2 separate regions of the Sus scrofa genome follow, and region 1 is linked to region 2. A link is a contact called in public Hi-C data. All regions are on one chromosome and are shown on one strand. Each heading gives the region's core, a stretch centred on a gene start, on an enhancer-like site or on the middle of the called end of the contact. The rest is flanking DNA. Distances are from core to core; before and after follow the strand shown. Region 1 has its middle 130 kb from the start of TRNAD-GUC. Region 2 holds the start of DAPK1 (death-associated protein kinase 1).

Region 1 (7,434 bases), core at 3,066-5,565, 140 kb before region 2:
TGGCAGAAATAAATATATATATATGAATAAATATATATATATATATAATTAAGAAAAATTAGGAGTCACATTGTGGCTTAGTGGGTTACTACCTGACTAGTATCCATGAGGATGCAGGTTCGATCCTTGGTCTCGCTCAATGGGTTGAGGATCCGGGGTTGCCGTGAGCTCTGGTGTAGGTTGCAAACGAAACTCAGATCTGGTGTTGCTGTGGCTGTGGCGTAGGCCAGCACCTGCAGCTCTGATTCGACCCTTACTCTGGGACCTTCCATATGCTACAGGTGTGACCCTAAAAAGAGAAAAGAAAGAAAGGAGTTCCCGTCGTGGTGCAGTGGTTAACGAATCCGACTAGGAACCATGAGGTTGCAAGTTTGATCCCTGGCCGTGCTCAGTGGGTTAAGGATCTGGCGTTGCCCTGAGCTGTGGTGTAGGTTGCAGAAGTGGCTCAGATCCCACACTGCTGTGGCTCCAGCGGTGTAGGCCGGCGACTACAGCTCCGATTAGACCCCTAGCCAGGGAACCTCCATATGCCGTGGGAAGCGGCCCTAGAAAAAAGCAAAAAGACAAAAAAAAAAAAAAAGAAAGAAAAGAAAGAAAGAAAAATTAATAGATAAATAAGAGAGGAGAGGAGGATGTTGTATTAAGCCAAACATAAAAATGTTTATTCTGCCTGACAGTGGTTCTCAGAAGCATCTGAGTAGTCCCCCCCACAAAAGCATCAGCCTCACTGGGGACTTGTGAAAATGCAAATGAGGATACAATCAAAACTGTTTGGATTTACCAATCAAGAAAGAGAGGGATAAATAGGTTACATTTATTTCCATTGGCCACCGCCAGAAGATCTGACACCAGAATCTGTCGTCTCTGGGGTGGTGCTGAGTTTTTGGGGAGTGAGCAGAGAGATATTCTCTCTTCTATGTCATCCTGAACTGTTTGAACATTTATAGCATGTTAATCTGTGCTTTTTCTTTTTTTCTAGCCACACCCACGGCACATGGAAGTTCCTGGGCCAGGGATCAAATCACACCACAGCAACAACCCGAGCCACTGCAGTGGCCATATCAGATCCTTAACCCACGGCACCACAAGGGAACTCCCTGTGCTGTTTGTTTAAAGACACTAAAACAAAAACAAAACAAAACAAAAACTTTCAAGTTTCCCTAGGGAATAAAAATTGAAGAACTCCAAGGGTGCTGTATTACAAGATACCTTGAAAGTTTGAAATTCAATTTATATCCCCTAGGGAACCATGAAGGTTTTCGTTTTGCTTTGTTTTGTCTTTTTAGGGACACACCCCTGGCATATGGAAGTTCCCAGACTAGGGATCTAATCAGAGCTGTAGCTACCAGTCTATACCACAGCCACAGCAACTCAGGATCCAAGCCAAGTCTGCGATCTACACACCACAGCTCGCAGCAACACTGGATCCTCAGTGCACTGAGCGAGACCAGAGATCGAACCCGAGTCCTCATGGATACTAGTTGGGTTTGTTGCCGCTGATCCACGATGGGAACTCCACCTTGAAGGTTTTTAAAAGGAATAAATAATAAAGGTGGTTTTGTTTAGAGGGCTAACACTGCTTTGGTGTAGGGACTGGATTGGCAAGAAAACCCACCGTCTATACCTAACTCACCTCTTTGTGATGGTAAATCGGGTCCCAATTAAAATGCACCAGCTTCTCCTATCTTGTTGCTTCTACCTCCACCTAAGGAGATTGTTAATGTAAAATCAAATAGCAACCAGTCTGAGTTTGGTCAAATCAGGAAAGAAACATTAAGAAGACATAATATAGATGCTGCATCTTGCTTTCCAAGTTTTTCCTCAAACTACGAGATTTTGCGTTTTTAGAACTAATGACAATGAAATGAAGGCAATAGTTTATTGAAGGATATTGATGTGCTTTTCTGGTTTCATTTCTTCCCCCATTCTGCCAGAAACATCCATTTGCCTCTACAAGGAACTGGAATAATTATATCAAAAATGCACACACACAAAAAAGTTAATGTTCAGCTTTGACTACAAAAATTGTACTTTTGAGTGCCTACAAATATGACAGTTTTGACAATTCTGTAAGTGTCTAAGTCACGCTTGCCAAAATTGATTCTACAGCTTTGCTATAAGTCATAGGATAAAGAAGGCAAGTTGTACAAGACAACCCACAGAATGGGAGAAAATCTTTGCAAACAAAGCAACCAACAAGGGATTAATCTCCAAAATATACAAACATCTCAAAAAAAAAAAAAAAAGCCCAATCAAAAAAAAAATGCGCACAAGGAGTTCCCGTCATGGCGCAGCGGAAACGAATCCAACTAGGAACCATGAGGCTGCAGGTTTGATCCCTGGCCTCGCTCACTGGGTTAAGGATCTGGCATTGCTGTGGCTGTGGTGTAGGCTGGTAGCTGTAGCTCTGATTCAACCCCTAGCTTGGTAACCTCCATATGTTGTGGATGCAGCTCTAAAAAGAAAAAAAAAAAAAAAAAAAAGGGCAGATCTAAATAGACATTTATCCAAAGAGGACAGACAGATGACCAATAGGCACATGAAAAGATTTTTAACATCACCAACTATTAGAGAAATGCAAGTCAAAACCACAATGAGGTGCCACCTTATACCAGTCAGAATGCTATCATCAAAAAGCCTACAAACAATAAATGCCGGAGAGGGTGTGAAGAAAAGGGGACCCTCCTACACCACTGGTGGGAATGTAAGTTGGTGCAACTATTATGGAAAACAGAATGGAGGTTCTTTACAAAACTAAATATATATCTACCATATGATCCAACAATCCCACTCTTGGGTATATATCTGGAGAAAACCATGATTTGAAAAGGTACACAGACCCCAAACTATATAGGCTTCATATATTTCACAGTGGTGCACAATTTCCATATTCACCACAATTAGTATTTCCTATTATAATATATTTTCTTAAATATTTCTCTAATAGAAACTAAGTGATCATTATATTTAGATTTCATCACCAAGAAGTTACATGGACAATGTATTAACATGAATCCATTCTTGACCGCCATACGTAGTGTAAATGTAGGTGTCGTCCACAAGGTGGCGCTAGAAACAACGAAATACAGCCTGCAGAACAGCCCGGCCAGTGGAAGGGGGTTGAGATGTTTTGTTTTCCCATTTATGAGCAATTAATTGAGTAGGAGAAAAAAAGACAAATTAAACGTTGTGCTAACAAACTGACCTGTGTCTTCAGTGTTCGTTTTCATCAAATGGAGCAGAAACTCCAAATCACATGGGCAGCAACAGAGCACTCCTCAGCTGTTTCAGAATCAAGGAATCTTGCATGACTTCAGAGGATTTCTGCCTTTTGGGGGGCCAGGGAGACACAAAGAAATAGCTTTTTATTTAAGACAGAAGCAAGACAGTGAAGCACACCCCAAAGAGGAGTGCAGGTGCGGATGGTCCTTCTGAATGAGGAGCGCCTTCTGCCAATTTTTTAAACATCAAAAATGAATGTATCAGTAAAGCAAAAGGCCCTGAAAGACTAGCGATTGTGCAGATGGGGTTAAAAAAAAAAAAAAAAAAAAACAGACTTCAGCCATCACGAAATTCCAGATTGCCAGATTTCTTGATTGTGGCTTTTAATCAAACCCCAGCCAGCTGCCTGTATTTAACGTTAATTGTTAAGCTCTAAGTCTCAGCCAATCATCTTACTCCTGAGCTGGCAGTGTAACAACAACAACACAAATATGAAACTCTCTCCCTGACCCAGTTTAGTGGGAGGGGGGAAAAAAAATAGAAGAGGAAGAGGACGAATCTACTCTCGGATTTGGTCAGCCTTCCAGGAAGAACACATCTCTAGATTTCTAAAGCGAAACAACATCGGTGCCTGGAAACTGATTTAGCACCTTCGTGATAAACAAATAGCATGTTTATAACCCAGCCTTCCCCTCTCTGTCCTTCCTCCACAACCTAAAAGCAGGGTTAGTACTTCAAAGAGACAATGTTTTGCTTGTGGCCCTGAGGAGGCTTCTTTCTTTGTTTTATTTTTGCTTGCAGTAAAGCCAGACCCCTTAACCCACTGAGTGAGGCCAGGGATGGAACTCAAATCCTCATGGATACCAGTCAGGTTCTTAACCCACTGAGCTGCAGTGGGAACTCCCCTTCTTTCTTAGCTTGTCCTCTGCTCCCTTCCCTCTTTCACTACCCCCACCCCCCACCTTGGGCTAAAGACTCAGTCTCTGCAGATAATTTCTCTGTTCTTGCCCTTTGTGAGATTTGGAGAGAATCTCTCTCCTCTGAGCTTGCTCACCGCTCCAGACAGCCTCCTGTCCTACTTGTCCTCTGGGAATGGATACCTTAGCTGCCTTCCTGGACCTGGTATGTGAAGAATGCAGCTGCGTTTGAGTGAATGGAGATTTCTCAGCCTAGAGAAACAATCCCTCTGTCTCTCCCTCCATCTCTCTTTCACATCACAAATAATGGACAAGATGGAAGTCTTGCTGACAGTGTCGAAAAAAATCAGCCCTCTTTTAGAGTCAGCCCCAGCACAGACCTGGAAAGTGGAGCATCCTGCTCCCGGGCCCACAGAAAACCTCCCACAAGCAATTTGACTTTGAACCTGACCTTGAGATCTGGCACAATCCATCTGGATTGGTCACGGGGTAGAGCAACAAGTTTCCTTCTCTGCCTAGTCATTTACATATAGACGACAGCTAATATTCAAATGAGGGTAAGCCGACCCATAGTTGATTGAATTAAATCTTTTCTCCAGCTTGATTTGCATAACTTGCAATAATCAGAATGGAGATCGAAAGCATAGTTAGAAGGAGAAAATATATACTTGCAGCTATTCGGGATGGGGTAGAGTTGAACGAAGCTTGTAGATTCTGATATTACCGAAAGCACAACTGTCCTCAGTTAACTTTAATTTTAAAAATATTAGGAAATGTAGGAGTTCCCGATGTGGCTCAGCAGAAATGAATCTGACTAGTAACCAGGGGGATGCGGCTTCAATCCCTGGCCTTGCTCAGTGGGTTAAGGATCCCGCATTGCCGTGAGCTCTGGTGTAGGTCACAGACATGGATCGGATCCCTCATTGCTGTGGCTGTGGTGTAGGCCGACAGCTGCAGCTCCAGTTCCACTCTTGCCCTGCCAACATCCATATGCTGAGGGTGCAGCCCTAAAAAGTAAAAAAAGAAAATTTAAGAGAGCAATGTTGAGCTAGTCATCCAAAATTTCGCTCACATGATTTTACAGGCCCATCAGAAGCAGTCTCTCCACACCTTGTTCTATCTTAGCCTTGAGGAAGAAAATAATTCAGGAGTTCCCATCGTGGCGCAGTGGTTAACCATCCGACTAGGAACCATGAGGTTGAGGGTTCGATCCCTGGCCTCACTCAGTGGGTTAAGGATCTGGCATGGCCGTGAGCTGTGGTGTAGGTCACAGATGTGGCTTGGATCCCCCATTGCTGTGGCTCTGGCGTAGGCCAGCAGCTACAGCTCCAATTGGACCCCTAGCCTGGGAACCTCCATGGGTGTGGCCCTAGAAAAAGACAAAAAAAAAAAAAAAAAAAAATTCAGCCAGTATTTTCTTTATTTTTATGACAAAAATTTACTCCAAGAGCTTCTCCATTGTTGCCCCAAACTCCAGTTTTCTTTCTTTATGGTTCACGAATGACACCCCCACGTCCGGCCCCCTCACCCCCAGTACCTTCCTAAAAGAACAAAGCCTGAATGAAAAAACCCCATGCACCCTGCAAAAATAGGAGATCCGGCTGTGAAGCAAAGTACTTTTAGAGCCGGCACATACATTCCTTAATTTTCTTAATTTCACCTTCCTTTGCCGTTCCCATCACCTGTGGTCCCAGAGAAGAAGGGCAACAGCACCAGGCAGGGCAGCCATGACTCAGATCCCACCCCACGCCCGCCTCCTTACTTCATATCCATTTTTCTTTTTCTCTTTTTTTCTTGTTTTTTCTTTTTAAGGCTTCATATGGAAGTTTTCAGGCTAGTGGTCGCACTGGAGCTGCAATTGCTGGCCTCCACCACAGCCACAGCCACACCAGATCCGAGCCATGTCTGCGACCTGCACCACCGTTCACAGCAACACCAGATCCTTAACCCACTGATCTGGGCCAGGGATCAAACCAGCATCCTAATGGGTACTAGTCAGATTCTTTTTTTTTTTTTTTTTTTTTTTTTTTTGGTCTTTTTAGGGCCACACCCATGGCACATGGAGTTCCACAGTTTGGGGTTGAATCATTGCTGTACCTGCCCATCACAGCCACAGCCATAGCAACTCGGGATTCCAGCTGTGTCTGCAACCTCCACCACAGCCACAGCAATGCCGGATGCTTAACCCACTGAACAAGACCAGAGTTCGAACCTGCATCCTCATGGATTCTAGTCGGACTCATTTCCGCTGAACCATGATGGGAACTCCTACTGGTCAGATTCTTAACCCACTGAGCCACAATGGGAACTCCAAAAATCAATACATTTTTAAAAAGAAATAAACAAAAGTCAAGGAGTTCCCTGGTGGCCTAGTGGTTAAGGATCTGGTGTTGTCCTTGCTGTGACTCAGGTCACTGCTGTGGCACAGGTTTGATCCCTGGCCAGGGAACTTCTACATGCCTCAGTGAGGCCAAAAATAAACTAAAATACACAAAATTAATACTACTAATAATAGAAATCAAGGAGATCCCATCATGGCTCAGCAGAAACAAATCTGACTTGTAATCATGAGGACGCAGGTTCAATCCCTGGCCTCACTCAGTGGGTTACGGATCCGGCGTTGCCATGAGCTGTGGTGTAGGTGGCAGACACGGCTCAGGTCCTGCATCACTGTGGCTATGGTGTAGACCAGCAGCTGCAGCTCTGATTCAACCCCTAGCCTGGGAACCTCCATATGCTGCAGGTGCAGCCCTAAAAAAAAAAAAAAAAAAAAAAAAAAAAAGGAAAAAAAAATAATAGAAGTCAAGATTTTGGAGTTTCATGGTAGACAAGGATTTGATCCCCACATATGTTACAGCATCATGTTATTCCCTCACAATAAGCCAGGTACAGCGATTATTGTGATCAGCCGTCAGCATGGTGAAGGAGATGGGTAAGAATATTCTTCCCTTTTTACAGATGAGAACACTGAGGCTCAGTGAGGTAAAGTAACTTGCCCCAAACTCGCCACTAGAAGGGAAGAGCCTGCGATTCAAACCCATGCCAGCTAATTGCAGAACCACCTCCCACCTTCCCACCCCACCCTCCCCCACCCCCACAGCCCCACCCCCCATCCAACCCCCCCACCCCACCCCACCCCCACCATGGTCCTGCTGTCTTCCTGGAGACAGTTGAGTAATTATTCTGGATATTTAAAGATTGTTTATCAGGCAAGATGGAACCACGGTTCAGAAATGCCTGTTTATACCTCAACATTGGGTCCATATTGCTAAGCCTTTCTTTGATTTATCTCAGG
Region 2 (6,729 bases), core at 3,080-5,579:
CTAAGTTGCTTCAGGACAGAAAATGTTTTACTTATCTTTGCATCCTTAGTATCTATACTAGACAATAAATATATATCAGAGAATAAATGCTTATTGATTGATTCAGAGAATATGGTAAATTGGACACTACTTGGAGGATTGTACTTTCTAACCTTGCCATATGCTTCCTGGAAGCCAGGGGCAAATGGAGAAGAGAGTGAGCTCTGTAATTTTCATTGTCTAATTTAATCAGGAGTGATACATTCTCTTAGCACTCAGTGCTAAGAGGAATTTCAGTCATGTGACTGTCTACTTAAGAGGCATGCAACTGTATAATGGGCACTCTCTTCAATAGGGAAACCACAGGTACAGAAACATTCTTCATGAGGCCATTTAAAAATCATTAGCCCTTGGGAGTTCCCTGGTGGTTCAGTGGGTTAAGGACCTGGCATTGTTACTGCTATGGCTCAGATTGCTGCTGCAGTGCAGGTTTGATCCGTGGCCGGAAACTTCTGCATGCCATGGACGTAGGCAAAAACAAGCAAATAAACCAAACCAAACCAACAAACGAAAAACAAATGTCTTTAAAAGTATATATCTATTAGCCCTTGATAAAAGCCAAAGGCAAGTTATTAAAAAATAACCCATAGAGTCCCTGTTGTGGCTCTGCAGTAACGAATCCAACTAGTAGCCATGAGGTTTGATCCCTGCCCTTGTTCAGTGGGTTAAGGATCTGGTGTTGACGTGAGTTGTGGTATAGGTCATGAGCTATGGTGTAGGTCACAGACACAGCTTGGATCCTGTGTTGCTGTGGCTGTGACATGGGCCAGCAGCTGCAGCTCCGATTAATCTCTAGCCTGGAGACTTACACATGCCACGGATACAGCCCTAAAAAGACAAAACAAAAACAAAAACAAAACAAAACAAAACAAAAAACAACAAAAACCCAAAGGTAAACTGAGCTAGTGTGTTTCACTTTGATTTATCTTAGAACATCTTGCCCAAGAAATGGTTAAGCCTCAGACTTCAAACTTGACCCCCCGAAATAAATCTCCAATACAGTCCTCTATGGATTCTCTCTTCTCTCTTCAGAGAATGAAAAATATCAATGGAGAAACTCAATGCACCAAGGTAACCATGGGTCTATGAAAAGGCAGAAGCCTGGGTCCCTGAATGACTATGACTATTACAGAGCCCTTTTTCTGGTCCCTGCAAACATCTGTGCTGAGAGCAAGAAATAAACCATGAATGTGTCAAACTTCCGAGATCTGTGGCATTTTATAGCAACAGTTATTTTACCCTGATTAATGCAGATTTAAAATAATGTCCTAAATTCTCTACTTGAGTCTGTTTTAAATGTTATTACCACGATTATCATAAGCCATAGTCCATAACATCATCAAGTTCTTTTCATGGAAGTCCCTTACAGCTTGAATCTCATAATTTCAGGATTAATAGTTTAGTTATCCTCCATGGAAGAGATGTCTTTCAAAGTTCTTCTTGCTTGGAACATGACAGAAAATGTAATATCAACATTCTGGTGTCTCTTACAATGTACAAGGTCCTGTTTCATGCATTATCTCTATTGAATCTCCCAGCAACTCTGAGGAATACACCGGGTCTATTATCTTCCTCATTTGGCAGGTGGTGGAACTGAGACGAAGAAGGTGTAGTATAAAGTGGAAAAAAACAACTGATTTACAGAGTTGTTTGAAGATTAAGCAAGAGATAATTTCATCTGCCTGGCATGTGGTACACATTGAGTTAGGTTTTCTTATGAGTTATCTATTGCCTCTAATAAACCACCCCAAGATAGTGACTTAAAACAGTACCAATCATTTATGCTACTCACAGAACTTGGGCTGTGAAGACACGAATAGCTGGGGGTGGGGGTGGGGCTGGAACAGCTGGCTTCCTTGGGCTTCTCTCTGTGGTCTCTCCACATGGCAGCCCCAGGGTAACCATGGCAGCTGAAGGCTTCCAGAGTGAGTGGAGAGAGCAAGAGCAAGAGAGTGAGCAAGAGAGAGTTTTAAGCAGGCAGAAGCTCTAACACCTTATGGCCAAACCTTAGAAGGATGTTACACCGCATCACTTGTACAGTTTCTTAGAATCAAGCCACTCATGCCAACTCGTATTCATGGGGAGAATTAGACTCTGCATCTTCATTGAATGTCTGGGCACATTTCCCTCTCTAAAATGCTTGCCTAAATTAGGGCAGATGTGAAACTCAGAGGAAAGGGACCCAGCCAGGGTCATTCACAGCTAGGGTTGAATGGTTCCACCCATACTGGATCCAATTTTGTGACTCCCAAGCCCTGCCTGCACTTTTTTGCTACTGTAGAAGCTCTCCTGTGATCAGCATGTAGAAAAGACATGCTAGGGAGTTCCCGTCGTAGCTCAGTGGTTAACGAATCAACTAGGAACCATGAGGTTGTAGGTTTGATCCCTGGCCTTGCTCAGTGGGTTAAGGATCTCGCGTTGCTGTGGCTCTGGTGTAGGCCAGCGGCTACAGCTCCAATTAGACCCCTGGCCTGTGAACCTCCATATGCTGCGGGAGCAGCCCAAGAAATGGCAAAAAGACCAAAAAAAAAAAAAAAAAAAAAACATGCTAGTCCCCAAACGGAGCCAGTCCTTCTCATTGTCTTGGAAAACACACATTTATTTCACAGGAAAAATATTACCCTTAAAGCAGTCATCCATCAGCATTTTCGAATTTTCCAAGAATCTGTTTCCCTCCAACAGATGTATTCAGTTGCATTTCCCCCAGATGAATCATTTTTTTTTGTTATTATTTTTGACTGCATTTCTCACCTCTTCAGATCCTTTTGTATCAACTCTCAAACGAACCACTTATCAATTTCCCAATTTGGAATCTTGATTCCATCATCATGAACGCATGCCCTTCCTTTGGGCCATTGAATGAACTGTTCTTTAAAGAGGAAGGTCTGACATAAAGCATAAGAGCTGATGGGCATTCCCCGCCCCCTTCAAAAATTTTTGTTGACCTAAAGAGAGTGTAAACCATCTCATTTTAGAAAATCTGGAAATTTGAACCATGACATGGCTCTGAAATCTCAGAGGGTTTACAAAGTTTTAGTAATTCTCAGTTCTCTGAAGGAGCTTTTCAGTTTTAGTGATTCCCCAGCAGTTCCTATGGGAAATATCCTTTCTGTTCCCCCTACTCCAGGGCTTGGTGGAGGCATGGGGTAAGAAGTAGAGTGTATGGAAAGGGGAAAAAAAAAAAAAAAGATAAGAAGGAGTTCCCGTTGTGGCTCCGCAGTTAGCGAACTGGACTAGCATCCATGAGGACATGAGTTCAATCCCTGGCCTCGCTCAGTAGGTTAAGGATCTGGCATTGCCCTGAGCTGTGGTGTAGGTTGAAGGCATGGCTTGGATCCTGCATTGCTGTGGCTCTGGTGGCTATGGTTCTGATTGGACCCCTAGCCTGGGAACCTCCATATGCCATGGGTTCGGCCCTAAATAGACAAAAAAAAAAAAAAAAAAAAGAAGAAGCAGAGAGTATGGATAAGGGTCTCCAGTAGACATGGGGTCTCTGTGTAGAGCAGCACAGCCCACTGAAATAGAACTGCAAACCACACAGGTACTCATATTTTCTAGTATCTGTATTTTAAAAAGGAAAAGGTGAAATTAATTTTGATAATAGCTTTTGTTTAACCCAACACATCCCAAATATTATCATTTGAACATGCATTTAATATAAAAAATATTCAAGTCTTGGAATCCCATGTGTATTTCACCCTTCTTGGACTCTTCATTTGGGACTAACCACATGTCAAGTCATCTGTACTCAATACCATATTGGACAGCACGCATAGACCTTTCATTTCTGCTGCTTCCTTGGGCCTCTGAGACCTAAAACCTTTCTTCTCTGGTTTCATACCTTCTTTTTTATTTTTATTTTTTTCATTTTTTGGCCACCCTGTACATCTGAAGTTCCCAGGCCAGGAGTCAGATCCGAGCCATAGACGTGGCCTTAACTGCAGCCGCTGCAACACTGGATCCTTAACCCGCTGTACCGGCCTATGGGGGAATCGAACCTGCGTTCTTCCCAAGATGCCGCTGATCCAGTTGTGCCAAGGCGGGAACTCCTCATACCTTCTTATAGTTCAAATCCCAGCTCAAAAGCCCTGTCCAGGAGGGGAACGCCACCTAATGTGGCCCACTCCCGCTCTGTCATTCTCTATCTCATTATCCTTCAATTTTGTCTCCATAGAATGGATCTAAAGTGATCTCGTTTATTTGCTTACATATTTATTGTCTGGCTTCGCCACCATAATGCAAGTGTCATGAGGGCAGGGATTTTTTTAAACCTATTACGCTCCCTGCGATTTCCTGGTGCCGAGCACAGTGCCTGGCCCACCCTAGGCGCTCAGGACACATTTGCAGGACATTTCCCTGGAATCCCGCCAAAGGAGGCAGGTCTCGGCGTGTCACAGGTGGGGCGCCCACGGTGCGCGCGGCCGCGATGGCTGCGCTCCCCACGCGGGTGCGGGGTGAGTGGGTGTGTGCGGGGGTGTGCGCGGTAGAGCGCGCCAGCGAGCCCCGAGCGGGGAGGAGCAGCCAGCGCAGCACAGCACCCGCAGCAACGGCCGGGCCGGGCAGCTCGGAGGTGGGTGGGCCGTGTCGCCAGCCCGCCCGCGGGGTCCCCCATTGGCCGCCTGCCGGCCGCCCTCCGCCCGGAAGGCGGCGAGGAGCCGAGGGCTGCTCTGCAGCTGGAGCGGGAGAGCTCAGCCGAGCCGACGCCGGGCGGACGCGCGCGGGATCAGCGTCCTCACTTGCTGCCTCCCTGCGCTCCCGCCGCCGCCCCGCTCGCTCCCGGCGCTGGCGCCTACCGTTGGCCTCGGACAGCGCTCCGGAGGGACCCGGGCAGCTCCCGGGCGCCCGGGTGAGTGGCCGCGCGCGGCTCTCCGGCTCCTCCCGGGCCCCGCCGCCTGCTTTTGCTTTCGCGGCCGCGGCGCGGCGGGGTTTGCCCCGGCAGCCGCCTGGACCACCGGGAAGGCCGAGGCGGGGTAAACTTGACTGCGGGGAGAAGTGGGATCACAGTCGGGAGGGGCCCCCGGCCTCGTGGGGCGGGTGGAAACAGGTGGCGCGGGCCGGGCGCTTTGTGTCGAGGCGCGGGGACCGGGAGCGGGCGGCCGCGCCTCCCTCGGCCGCTCCCTTCCCTCCCTTGCTCCCCCGGGCGGCCGCAAGCCGGGTCGGCCGGGTAACGGAGCGGGAGTCGCCAGGAATGTGCCTCTGGGGACTGCGTGACTCGAGGGAGGAGAGAAGGTGGCCGGGGAGGTGCGGGAGCCGAGAGGTGGCGCGGGGGCTGCACCGCCGCTGCAGGCAGGAGAGGGATGCTTCCAGCGAGCAGTGTTCCGCCCGGGTGAGGGCTTCATTCTTCCGCGGCGCCCCTGGAGGTGGGGAGCTGGGTGGGCGTGTGTGTGCAGAGAAAGAGGAGGCGGGGAGGCCAGCCACTTCCGGAGCCGATTTTGATCCTAGCCCAGCGCCTTGCTTTCGGGGAAGCGGACCTTGGGGTGCGGTTGTGCTCGGCCCCACGCGTGCGCGGGCGATGCGGGGCTGGGGGCGTCCCTGGCTTGGGTTTAACAAAGAGTGCTCCTCTCCACCCGGAGGGGAGGGGCAGCTCCGGAGAGGTGGTCTTCAGCAAGTGGGTCTTAGCCCTGGGGAGAGGTACTTCCTTTGGGAGTTGTCATTTTGTTATTCTTATTACCTTTTTTTTTTTTTTTAAAGGACGGGACTCTCATGCATGAGGGGCCCACGGAGGCGCAGGAGCAGGAGCGGTGGTGATGGTTTGGGAAGCGGAGCTGAAGTGCGCTGGGCTTTGGTGAGGCGTGACAGTTTATCATGACGGTGTTCAGGCAGGAAAACGTGGACGATTACTACGACACCGGCGAGGAACTTGGCAGGTACTGGGGGTGCCGGAAGCGCACGCTTCTGGGTTGTGCGAATGCATGTTATTGCAAGCAGTGGGCGGTAAACAAATGCAGTTTGAAATCAGGCGTCTCCCTTGCCCTTCCAGGAGACACGCAAATTATAGAGAAAAGAGTTACTAACCCAGTGACGACCAGGGACCAGAAATAAACGACCTAATCCTGGGGGCTGGGGGGTGGAGGGGCGATTTCAGTGTTAGATTATGACACAGGGTGTATGGATCAAGACTCCTGGACAAGAGATTTAATTGTCTGCAGTAACTCTTGTCAGCCGTGGTCCTTCTGCCAGAATAAGGCAGAAGCTGAGATATAATTGCGGCTGGAGTTCGCTCTTATGTGTGATTTAGACGAAGTACAAACTGATTAATAGGCTTATTTTTAAAAGCTTAAGACTTGCCCTTTTTCTGAGTTTTCAAGAGTGATATGCACAAGTATAGGTAGGTCACACATGGAGACTTGTCAGATGTTGAATTGGATTTTGAAACTTCCTTGAACCATGAATTTAATTACGTGGTTGGTCTCAGTGGTTGCTCTGGTTTCATTCGCAACGTTAAATTTTTAACAAATCCCTGATTGAGAGTCTAATATGGCTATCTGGATTCAGAGCATACTTCCAGTGCTGTGGGAGGGAGCTGTGATTCTGAATGTGAAGCCTTTCAGTTCCAGGTGAACAAAGAAGGATTTCATTGGGGGCCTCCAAGGGCTGGATGGGTTTCCCTTTCACCAGGGATTTGACAGGGTAGGTAGTGCCCTGGTCTAACTTTAGCAGAAAAGCCAGATTCCACACCCAAATTTAAAT

What was found. A called contact is a pair of places that touch in the nucleus more often than the background predicts.
Region 1: a Hi-C map of epiblast stem cells shows a contact between it and region 2, with 2.7 times the contacts expected there. The contact joins the enhancer-like site here to the promoter of DAPK1 in region 2. A contact is called at or near these places in 1 of 5 promoter capture datasets (liver), 12 of 47 Hi-C or Micro-C datasets (alveolar macrophages, brain, embryonic fibroblasts and 8 more) and 1 of 2 datasets of contacts at active chromatin or transcription factors (alveolar macrophages).

The regions. Positions count from the first base shown.
Region 1 is chr10:28,087,647-28,095,080 of Sscrofa11.1, reverse strand. No RefSeq gene overlaps it. Among named protein-coding and RNA genes, the nearest start is that of TRNAD-GUC, 130 kb to the left of the region's middle. Within about 2 kb of position 4,315, at least 16 of the 83 cell types and tissues checked have an H3K27ac peak or open chromatin away from gene starts, as enhancers often do. A contact at or near this core is called in epiblast stem cells and omental adipose tissue, where this site is marked.
Region 2 is chr10:27,952,308-27,959,036 of Sscrofa11.1, reverse strand. DAPK1 (death-associated protein kinase 1) reads left to right here and starts at 4,329. Exons shown (of 26, transcript XM_021064621.1): 1 at 4,329-4,436; 2 at 5,731-5,906. The coding sequence starts at 5,845. LOC106507907 (basic proline-rich protein-like) reads right to left here and starts at 5,378. Exons shown (of 2, transcript XM_021064271.1): 1 at 4,833-5,378; 2 at 707-1,956. The coding sequence starts at 5,378. The coding sequence ends at 1,828.